2 separate regions of the Gasterosteus aculeatus genome follow, and region 2 is linked to region 1. A link is a contact called in public Hi-C data. All regions are on one chromosome and are shown on one strand. Each heading gives the region's core, a stretch centred on a gene start, on an enhancer-like site or on the middle of the called end of the contact. The rest is flanking DNA. Distances are from core to core; before and after follow the strand shown.

Region 1 (4,271 bases), core at 739-3,238:
GAGAGAATGTTTGTTTCTTTCTCTGTTTTACACAGACAGAGAACGTTCACGAGGTCAAGAAAAGACAACAAAAATACAAATCCATGTGTTGATTTTATTTTAAAAATAATCAGTCGCCCAAAGAGTCTTAAAGTCACTTGACTGTTAAATGACCAATAAGATCGCTTCCTTTTTCATCTTTCCATTCAAATAAAAACCCGACATGAGTAACACAGCAAACCTTCATCGGATTAGTTCAGTGGCATATTAGTAAAGGTTTGATAAACAAACTGCTGATTAATGACTACATTAGTTTAAAGAAACAACATGGCTGTTTATTCCCTGGTTCATTCTCTGCCTCCACGCTGCTGTCACAGACTGTGAATCCAATCAGCACATCTGCAGACATTCATGCGTTTGTTCCCTGAATATTAATTTGTGGAGCCCTATAATGAAGTGCAAACACAAACACACAACCCTCCCCCCCCCACACACACACACACACGCACACACACACCGTGCTAAAATAGCGGAGCATGCATCACTGTCCCCCTGCAGGCCTCCACCCCCCCCCTCACAGCGGTTTCAGGGAGGAGGGGATGGGCAGTTCGTGCAGGTTGTCCGGGAAGGTCTCCGGGCTCAGCTGCCTCAGGACGGTCTGCATGGCGGCGAGGATGAGCGGAGCCGGCCTCCTCTCCGTCAGGTACCCGTAGGTCTCCTCGCCCAGCACCGGGGCCCAGCGGCCCGGCTCCCTGCGCAGGGCCCCCTTCATCTTAAAGCGGACCTTGGGCATGAACATGAGCAGGTGGTCCAGGCACTGCCTCCCGCTCGCCCCCCCCTGCCCGCGGTGCCCGAGTTTCTCCAGGAGGACGTCCAGGGGCGTGCAGCCGTCGCGGTCCAGGGCGTGCGGGGACGCGCCGCTCCCCAGCAGCATGACCGCCGCCTCGGGGCGCAGCAGCTCGCAGGCCAGGTGCAGCGGGGTGCGGCCGTCCTCCATGTGGAAACAGCCGGCCCGGTTGCCGCAGGAGGAGGCGGAGGTGGTGGAGGAGGAGGAGGACGTAGGAGGAGAAGGCACGCCGGCTATGCGGTGGCTCTCCTGCAGGATGAGGCCGAGAATGTAGCGCCGGTCGTAGCGGATGGCCATGGCCAGGTGCGGGGCGGCGGGCGACGCACAGCGGCAGAAGCGCTCCCCGGGCCTCGCCAGCGCCTCCCCGGCGTACCGGTTGAGCAGGTAGCGCGCGTACGCCCGATGGTCGTGGACTATCGCGTAAAGCAGCGCCTCCGACGGGGTGTACGTGCGGCGGCCGGCGGCGTCGCCCTCCTCCCAGCAAAACGTCTCCATCGCACGCATGTCCTCCAGCATCCAGACCGGCTTCAGGTCCCGCACGGCCCGGTAGAAGAGCAGCGAGACGGACTTGCGATGCTGCTCGAAGCAGCTCCCTGCCGCGGAACCGATGGCCGGAGAGGCCATGGCGGCGGAGAGGAGCGGCCCGAGTTAAAAGTTCTGTCCGCAACGTCCCTTCATCGCTCCGGAACCACGGCCCCCAGAGCCGCGGGGCTCCGGGAGCAGACGCACATGTTGAGTTGTACGGGGAGGTCTGGGTGGGGGTGGGGGGGCAAGGCGCCCGTCTCCAACCTCACATTCCCGCACGGTCCTCCTTGACAGCTGCGGAATTCCCGATGTAGCTCTCTGCAGTATCGAGCCACTGCGCATGCGCCTCCAAAACTTTATTGACAAAAGCGATAGTTGTGACATCTTATTCAAACAATTCAGTAGCCTATATTAATGAATGAATGAATATATATATTAATGAATAAATGAATATATATATATTAATGAATAAATGAATATATATATGTGATTTTATATATGATATGATTTTATATTTACCTCTAGTTTCTCCAGCTCTTCTCGGAAGGACACCGCCGGTCGTCTTGTTATCTTGAGACTCGCCCTGACGAGAGCGCAGTGGGGCGGCGAGGGGCGATGCCCAAATCCCAATGTATTTTAGGACTCTGGAACTATGTGTCACTCATTAACTTTATCAGTGATTGGCTATCCGCCTCTTGGACCCGCCGCTTTGGGCCCGAGTCCAGCTGAGAAGCGGAGAGGACGTGCAGGAAAAGCATATATTCGGCGACGATATCGTTAATTTACAAATATTACCGGGTATGTTTCATATTTCAAAAACACAAATAGAGACATATTGACTATTTGTCAAATTTATTTTAAATATAATTAAAAGAATCTTTTTTTTTTTGGGTGGGGCCACGGCCCATTGCCCTCTACACTGCTGATACGCCTGCAAATGCTCGTAAACTTGTGCTGATAAACAATGCGCAGGTTTTCTAATAGATAATCACATATCGCGACAGCGCAGACAGGCTGAAGGCAAAAGGAGAAAGAATTCACAATAAGGGGAGAGAAATGTGAGGTAATATTTTCGTGTAATCCTGGCGTCAGCAGATCCATTGCTTCAACGTTAGAATGAACAAAGAGAACTTTGTTGATATTAATTGAGGCGTCGAGTTGATGATAAAGTTAATGATAAAGAATTGAATAATTAACAGAAGTAATAAGCAATGCAGTTACAAAGTGAAATGAGGTGTGAATAGTATAATATTTTGCTCGTCCATATCTCATATGACCATATTGGTTTACAGGAGGCTTCTGTTTGCTCATTCAAACGTGTCTCCTCCCGGTTAGTCTCCCTCCCACATTCCTCTGAGTCTGCAGATTGGAACCTGGAACCTCTCTGTCTCATCTTATCGTGTCTTATCTTTCCCTCAACATTCCAATACATTCAATGAACATACCTGTGGCTTCAGGCCTCAGTGTGAAACATAACATAGCATGTATAACATCATCATCTGGTACACTTTAATAATAACACATCACAGCTCATCACATCTTAACCATTATGTTTAACTCAGTTCTACATGGTCCAAAATCTGAATATTTTGCCTCGCTGTCCTACATCCTTTGCTCATTCACTACCTGACAGGAGGCAAAACGTCTCCACTTTCTACCGATATAAGACATCCGAACACTGGGATGCAACGTGTCCACTTTAATAAGCAAAAGCAAAAACGAATACGTTATGTTTCTGCAGCATTGAGTCATTGCAGAAACAGCTGGCTGACGTTTACTGCGTCAGTACCAACTTATTACATAAAAAGGATCCTTTCAAAGCAAACTCCCCCCTTAGAAGAAAGGTAATTATAATAGTAACACTACACATGTCAGATATTATTTTCCCCTGTAAAGATGAGGACAGAAATCTTCTCTCCTGGGACGTTCCTCACTATGTGTCCCTTATGAAGCACATTGTACACAATGTACGTGAAGCTTTAGAGTTGTGTAGTAATCATCTTTGACCACACTGGGGCAGTGCTGGCTTACTCAATGTTACACTGTACTGTAGACGTCTAAGCACAATGATGTACAGATTCTAACAACATAGACACGCCTCACGCTCTGTCTTCATGTCTCTCAGGTTGCCAGGGACACAGGATGGTAAAGATGTGATTAATGCAGGGGATGAGAAATACAACTGTTGATGCGATGATTCCCATTTCCACATGTGCTGTCTTATCTAACCAAGGAAAGACACGTTAATGAAGGTGACTAAATGCTGTTATCGTAGTTGCTGTTGGTTCTTTGTCCACGATATGGGTGGTGAAGCCTCTGCGCCAGTAACATGAACTGAGGAGCAAAAGCAAGACAATTTATGGAGGACAGACGAGAAAAAGACACACAAGTAACTTTCAAATTGAGGTTGAAGGTTCATCCTTTAAAATATGTGTTTTGACAAAAGCTTTTGTCGATGCAAGGAACCTCTTTCTCCGACGGTTATCAACAAGCAGACGTCTGACCCCAGAGAGCAGGGGTCACCTGCCGTCTGCCGAGGAAGGCCACGAGATGTGGCGGGAAGCTCAGGAAACAACGCTGCTTTCGAAAAAGACACTCAAGCTCCTCTTCTTCAAGAGCTTTCAATCCAAGGTTCCTCTGATTGGAGCTGCGGGCGTCTCGTCAGCCACGGAAGAAGCCTGCGATTGAATTTGCGTTGGCAGGGTGGTCGGCAATGAGTCTCAGCTGTGACCGCGCCGCCTTTTATCTTCCGTAATCAGGCTCTTCTATTACGGCCAATTAGATGAGACGTCGGTTACGGTCGGCCCGACGAGCACTCCGGCACGCTCTGACATCGAACGCGAGCGTGCAGATCTGCGTGATTTCCATGCAAAGCGTCCGTTTGCTCCTCCCGCTAGTTAACGTGGCGTCTGGTGACCGC
Region 2 (4,421 bases), core at 62-2,561, 110 kb after region 1:
CACAGACCCCCCCCCCCTGAGAGGGTTACACCTGGAACCAGGAGTTTTCCTGTGAGAAAGATGGAGGACGCTATTGTTAAAAATGCTTAAAACATAAATTCAGATAAAGGAGAATAAATGATGACGCTCAGAAACACCTGCAACAAGTTGTTTTTAGACCTGAACTGTATCCGTGTGTGTCTGTGTGTGTCTTCATGTGTGTCTGTGTGTGTCTGTGTGTCTCCATGTGTGTCTGTGTGTGTCTATGTGTGTCTGTGTGTCTCCGTGTGTGTCTGTATGTGTCTGTCTGTATCTATATGTCTCCATGTGTGTCTATTTGTGTCTATGTGTGTCCGTGTCTGTCCGTGTGTGTCTGTGTGTGTGCCGTTGTCCTTGGTTGTGTGTAATCAGTGACTTCTACAGTGTCAGATTGATGCATTTTTCAATTCTAATTTCTCCAAAGCGAACGCTGAGAAATAATTCAGGCTTTCGAATGTGATGTTCATCAACATGACAACGGAAACAGTACACACTCTATAAATAGGAAACACTTTCAAAGGCACTGTTGTGTGTCTGCGAGAGTCTACACACACACACACACACACACACACACACACACACACACATTCGTTCTCAGTGAGCTCAGCGGAGGAGGAAAGGAAGAGACGAGATTCAGGCAAATATTGTCATTGGGGCTAAAATAAATGAGCTGTGACGCAGGGGGGTGTTGGATTCTCACACCTCCACCCCGTCGCCCTTCATGGTCTTTAACTTCGTTAAGTTCATGATTAAAGGGACAAATTCTGGAATATACGATTACAGCCATATCCAAATTTGTATTATTTGCCGTAGTTGAGAAAGTCTCCTTATGTGTCACCAGTTAAACACTTTACAACGAAGGAGCATGTTGTGTTTGCAGAAACGGTATCGGCAGTCAGTCATTGTGTTTTATTCATAACCGTGAGACAACAGCAGCATCATGAGGGCAAACAGGAAAGCACTGCATCCCCTGCTTCCTGTGAACACTTCTCGTGTGCTTCCACTGCCTCAGTTGTGTAAAAGGTGACCTTTGCCAAACACGAGTTCATGGTCTCAATCTCAAGTCTTCTTAAATAATAAAGACGTACACGCGGTCTGAACCTCACTGCTCTCAATTCAAAAACTTTAAAAAAACAACCCGGCGACAGCCGCAAACCAAGACTGCGGCCTCACTCGTGACGCGCGTTGCGTTCAGTGTGTGTGTTTAATGTGAGACGGCCTTCTCACATTAAACACAGAGCGGGAGGTTTATCTCCGGGGCAGAGCGCCTGCCAGACAGTTACATTGATCCGCCACTTCCTGCGCCACTTCCTGCGCCACTTCCTGCGCCACATCCTGCACCTCATCAACCAGTCAACGTGCTAAGCGGATAAAAAAAATGGTCCTTTACTGAACAATAGTTCCATGCTCTTTTTTTTTTCATTAGCGAAAGTGTGCTTTGAGTTGGCGCGACAATCGAACGGAAGAGCGACTAATGTACCAGCGCTCGAGAACAGCGTCCCGTCCCCGTGCACAGACACCTCGGAAGTCGGGTCCAAGGACGGAGGCGAGGGCGAGCGACGTAGCGTCTCTGTAATTTAGTTGCCCAAGAGCAAATATTTGAGGGCTTAAAAGCCCTCCAGGAGACGGAGAACAAACAGCCTGTGAAGTCAGCAGAGGTCTGTTGGTTGGAGCGGCTCTGGTCTCTCAACCAAAGCGTGAGCGTTTCTAGAAGATCCAGCGGGGGTTCAACCGCGCGTGGTTTTGGCTCGACTGCAGCGGAGCACGACGTGGTCAGAGGGGCGGGCGGGGGGTTTCCGTCGGTGGGTTTTCGGAGAGCGGCTGCCGTCTATTCATCCGACACACATCGACTAACCACATCACCAAGAAGGGGACGGAGAAAAATTAGAGCACTAATTCTGAATACTGTGTGTGTTCCAATAAGCGCTGTGAGCGGATGGAGTCATTCTCAGCTTTCCCCCGGGCATCGTCCCCCCCACATCAGCATCACGTGCTCAGGGAATTATTCAGAGGCAAACGCCGACGACCTCCTTGTGCGCGATGGCTCAGCAAAGGCCGCGGTGACGTTTTCGCAACCTCGACCTCGGACTGCAGCTCCCCCTCGTCATCCAGCAGCCGTTACTCAACAAAGACGCAACGGGCAGGTGTGAGGTGTCTACCGGGAAGGCTTCAAGAGGAGATGCAGCTTCAGTACCTTCTTCTCCTTCTTCTTCTTCTTCTGTCAAAAGTGACATTCGCTCACTGTGCGATGTGACAGACATATTGTTCATTTTAGAGATGAGAAAGTGCATTTCCAACCTGCAGACACGAGACAAAGCTGCTGTTTTCCACTGAGCTCCGTTGTGTTACTTCTTGTATCTGGCTCACACGCACAACCCCATCTCACTCTCCTAACTCAAAGCAAATGAGATGTTGCTAAATCTTTTTTCCTGGATCTGGTTCCTGAGCGACTGGAATCATTAAAGTCATCTTCACTTGGCAAAGAGCTTCAAGGGCATTTAACTGAACACTGTGGAAGTCCAGCTGTTTACGTCATACCTGTTCTAAGGGTGTTATTGAGAGTGGTGGTAACAGAGTTCTTGAGGGATTAATGAGGAAATGGCATTTAAATGCTGGACAACGACATATGGTTTTGTGCATAAGTGATAACGTGTCAAGCTGTCATCTGCTCACTGGTACAATATGCGCTGCGGTCAGTAAGCTGCAGTATTCAATGGAAAAGCTGAATCCCTCTAAATGCATCAGTAGATTTGGCGTGTTTCACCCTTAGGTGGGAAGAAAGGCGGCTTTATCTCCACTTCGTTGCTCTGTAAATTGTGCAAAGTCTTCCTTCACCCAGTGGTGTCTGCAGCAGCCGTTGCTTGGACGGGGTCAAGAGCTTCCACGGCTTTGGACCCAAAGCTGATAATCCACTCGCATCTTTCACTCTCCATTTTTGTGTCCGTGAGGCCTCTTCGACTTGACCCGCCGGTGTCCTCTCCTGTGTGCACCCCCGTGTGTGGATCACGTTAGAAAAATGAGCTCCTGAACACGGGAGACGTTAGCGGTTTGATTTGATTCGGGCAGATATCCGATGGCTTCGCCTCGTCTTTCAGAGATGAACAGATAAGTGTTGGCTGCAGGGGGGGGGGGGGCGACCCATCTTCCTCAGCACCTGAGATAAACTGAGCGTGGACTGGAGCTGTGCCCTGTTTTTGTCATGCTGACCATTACTTACGATTGTGACATATGGAAAATAGCAAATTATTGTTTTTTCTGTAAGAAGAACACTGAGATTTACCAATTGGGCCTCTAATTACAAAAAGAGATTAAAGGTGTAAAGTCTTCTGGGTCAAATGCAATCTAAATTGATCAGTAATGATCCAAAACCAACCGTCCTTATTACACTGAAATGAATCTAGCAGGAAGAAAACCCCTCGGCTGACAATGTTAGATTGAAATTACTAATCAATTCAAATGGTTTTATTTGTACTCCTATGTGACAAAAGAAATTAGCGTATTTCGAACTGTAACTTCTTCACCTGCAATGCTCCTCCTGCCAAACCTGAACGGGCTGCAGGTTTAAACAGGGAAGAACATTTTGTTTTTCTATCAGGACCAAAAGATCAAATATTAAACTGGACTGATTTTACGCCTTTTTATGTTTTTTCGAATATTCATTAATGATTAACTAACAACAATAACAAATAAATTATAATATATGTAGGATTATTAGAAACTGGAAAGTCATATTTTGGTGACTGAAAATAGATTTCGCCTCATTTGTGAACACAAATATTTACACAAATCTCCAAGGGAGCTGATTTCTGAGAACAGGGGGACATTTAATGAGGCAAGAAGGGTACCCGGCATCTAACATCCCTTTGGCTATATTCTAAAGAATAAACAAACCAAAACACCCCGCTGGTGTGTGTGCTGCATATGGGGGATATCTGAGGCCCAGACGTGGCTCTAATGAGACCCGGGGAGCCAGCGAGCGCCGACGTGGTCACATCTCCCGCGCCCCGGGGCGAGGCCGCGGGCGCCAGCTGTGGAGAGCACATCACTGTCGCTGGCTTACGCCGTGTGGCTGAAAACCAGAGGGCAGAGGTCCTCGCTGTCCCTCGTGGCGTCGCGCTGGCAGCAACTCAGTCGGCTCTGGTTAGCGGGGCGTCGCAGCAACAATCAAAGCCGGCCCCACCCAAAGCCCCCCCTCCCCACCCGCTAGGGAACTCTGAGATGCTAACAGGCCGCTAGTGACTCTGAGATGCTAACAGGCCGCTAGTGACTCTGAGATGCTAACAGGCCGCTAGTGAACTCTGAGATGCTAACAGGCCGCTAGTGAACTCTGAGATGCTAACAGGCCGCTAGTGACTCTGAGATGCTAACAGGCCGCTAGTGAACTCTGAGATGCTAACAGGCCG

What was found. Hi-C and Micro-C count contacts between places; a contact is called where the count stands out from the background.
Region 2: a Hi-C map of tail fin shows a contact between it and region 1, with 2.6 times the contacts expected there. The contact joins the enhancer-like site here to the promoter of LOC120808358 in region 1. A contact is called at or near these places in 5 of 6 Hi-C or Micro-C datasets (liver, skeletal muscle, tail fin and 1 more).

The regions. Positions count from the first base shown.
Region 1 is chr18:14,087,172-14,091,442 of fGasAcu3.hap1.1, forward strand. It overlaps LOC120808358 (ankyrin repeat domain-containing protein 9), which reads right to left and starts at 1,989. Exons shown (of 2, transcript XM_040161239.2): 1 at 1,871-1,989; 2 at 75-1,705. The coding sequence starts at 1,450. The coding sequence ends at 554.
Region 2 is chr18:14,202,735-14,207,155 of fGasAcu3.hap1.1, forward strand. No RefSeq gene overlaps it. Among protein-coding and RNA genes, the nearest start is that of LOC120808378, 6.4 kb to the right of the region's middle. Within about 2 kb of position 1,312, at least 5 of the 9 cell types and tissues checked have open chromatin away from gene starts, as enhancers often do. A contact at or near this core is called in liver, where this site is marked.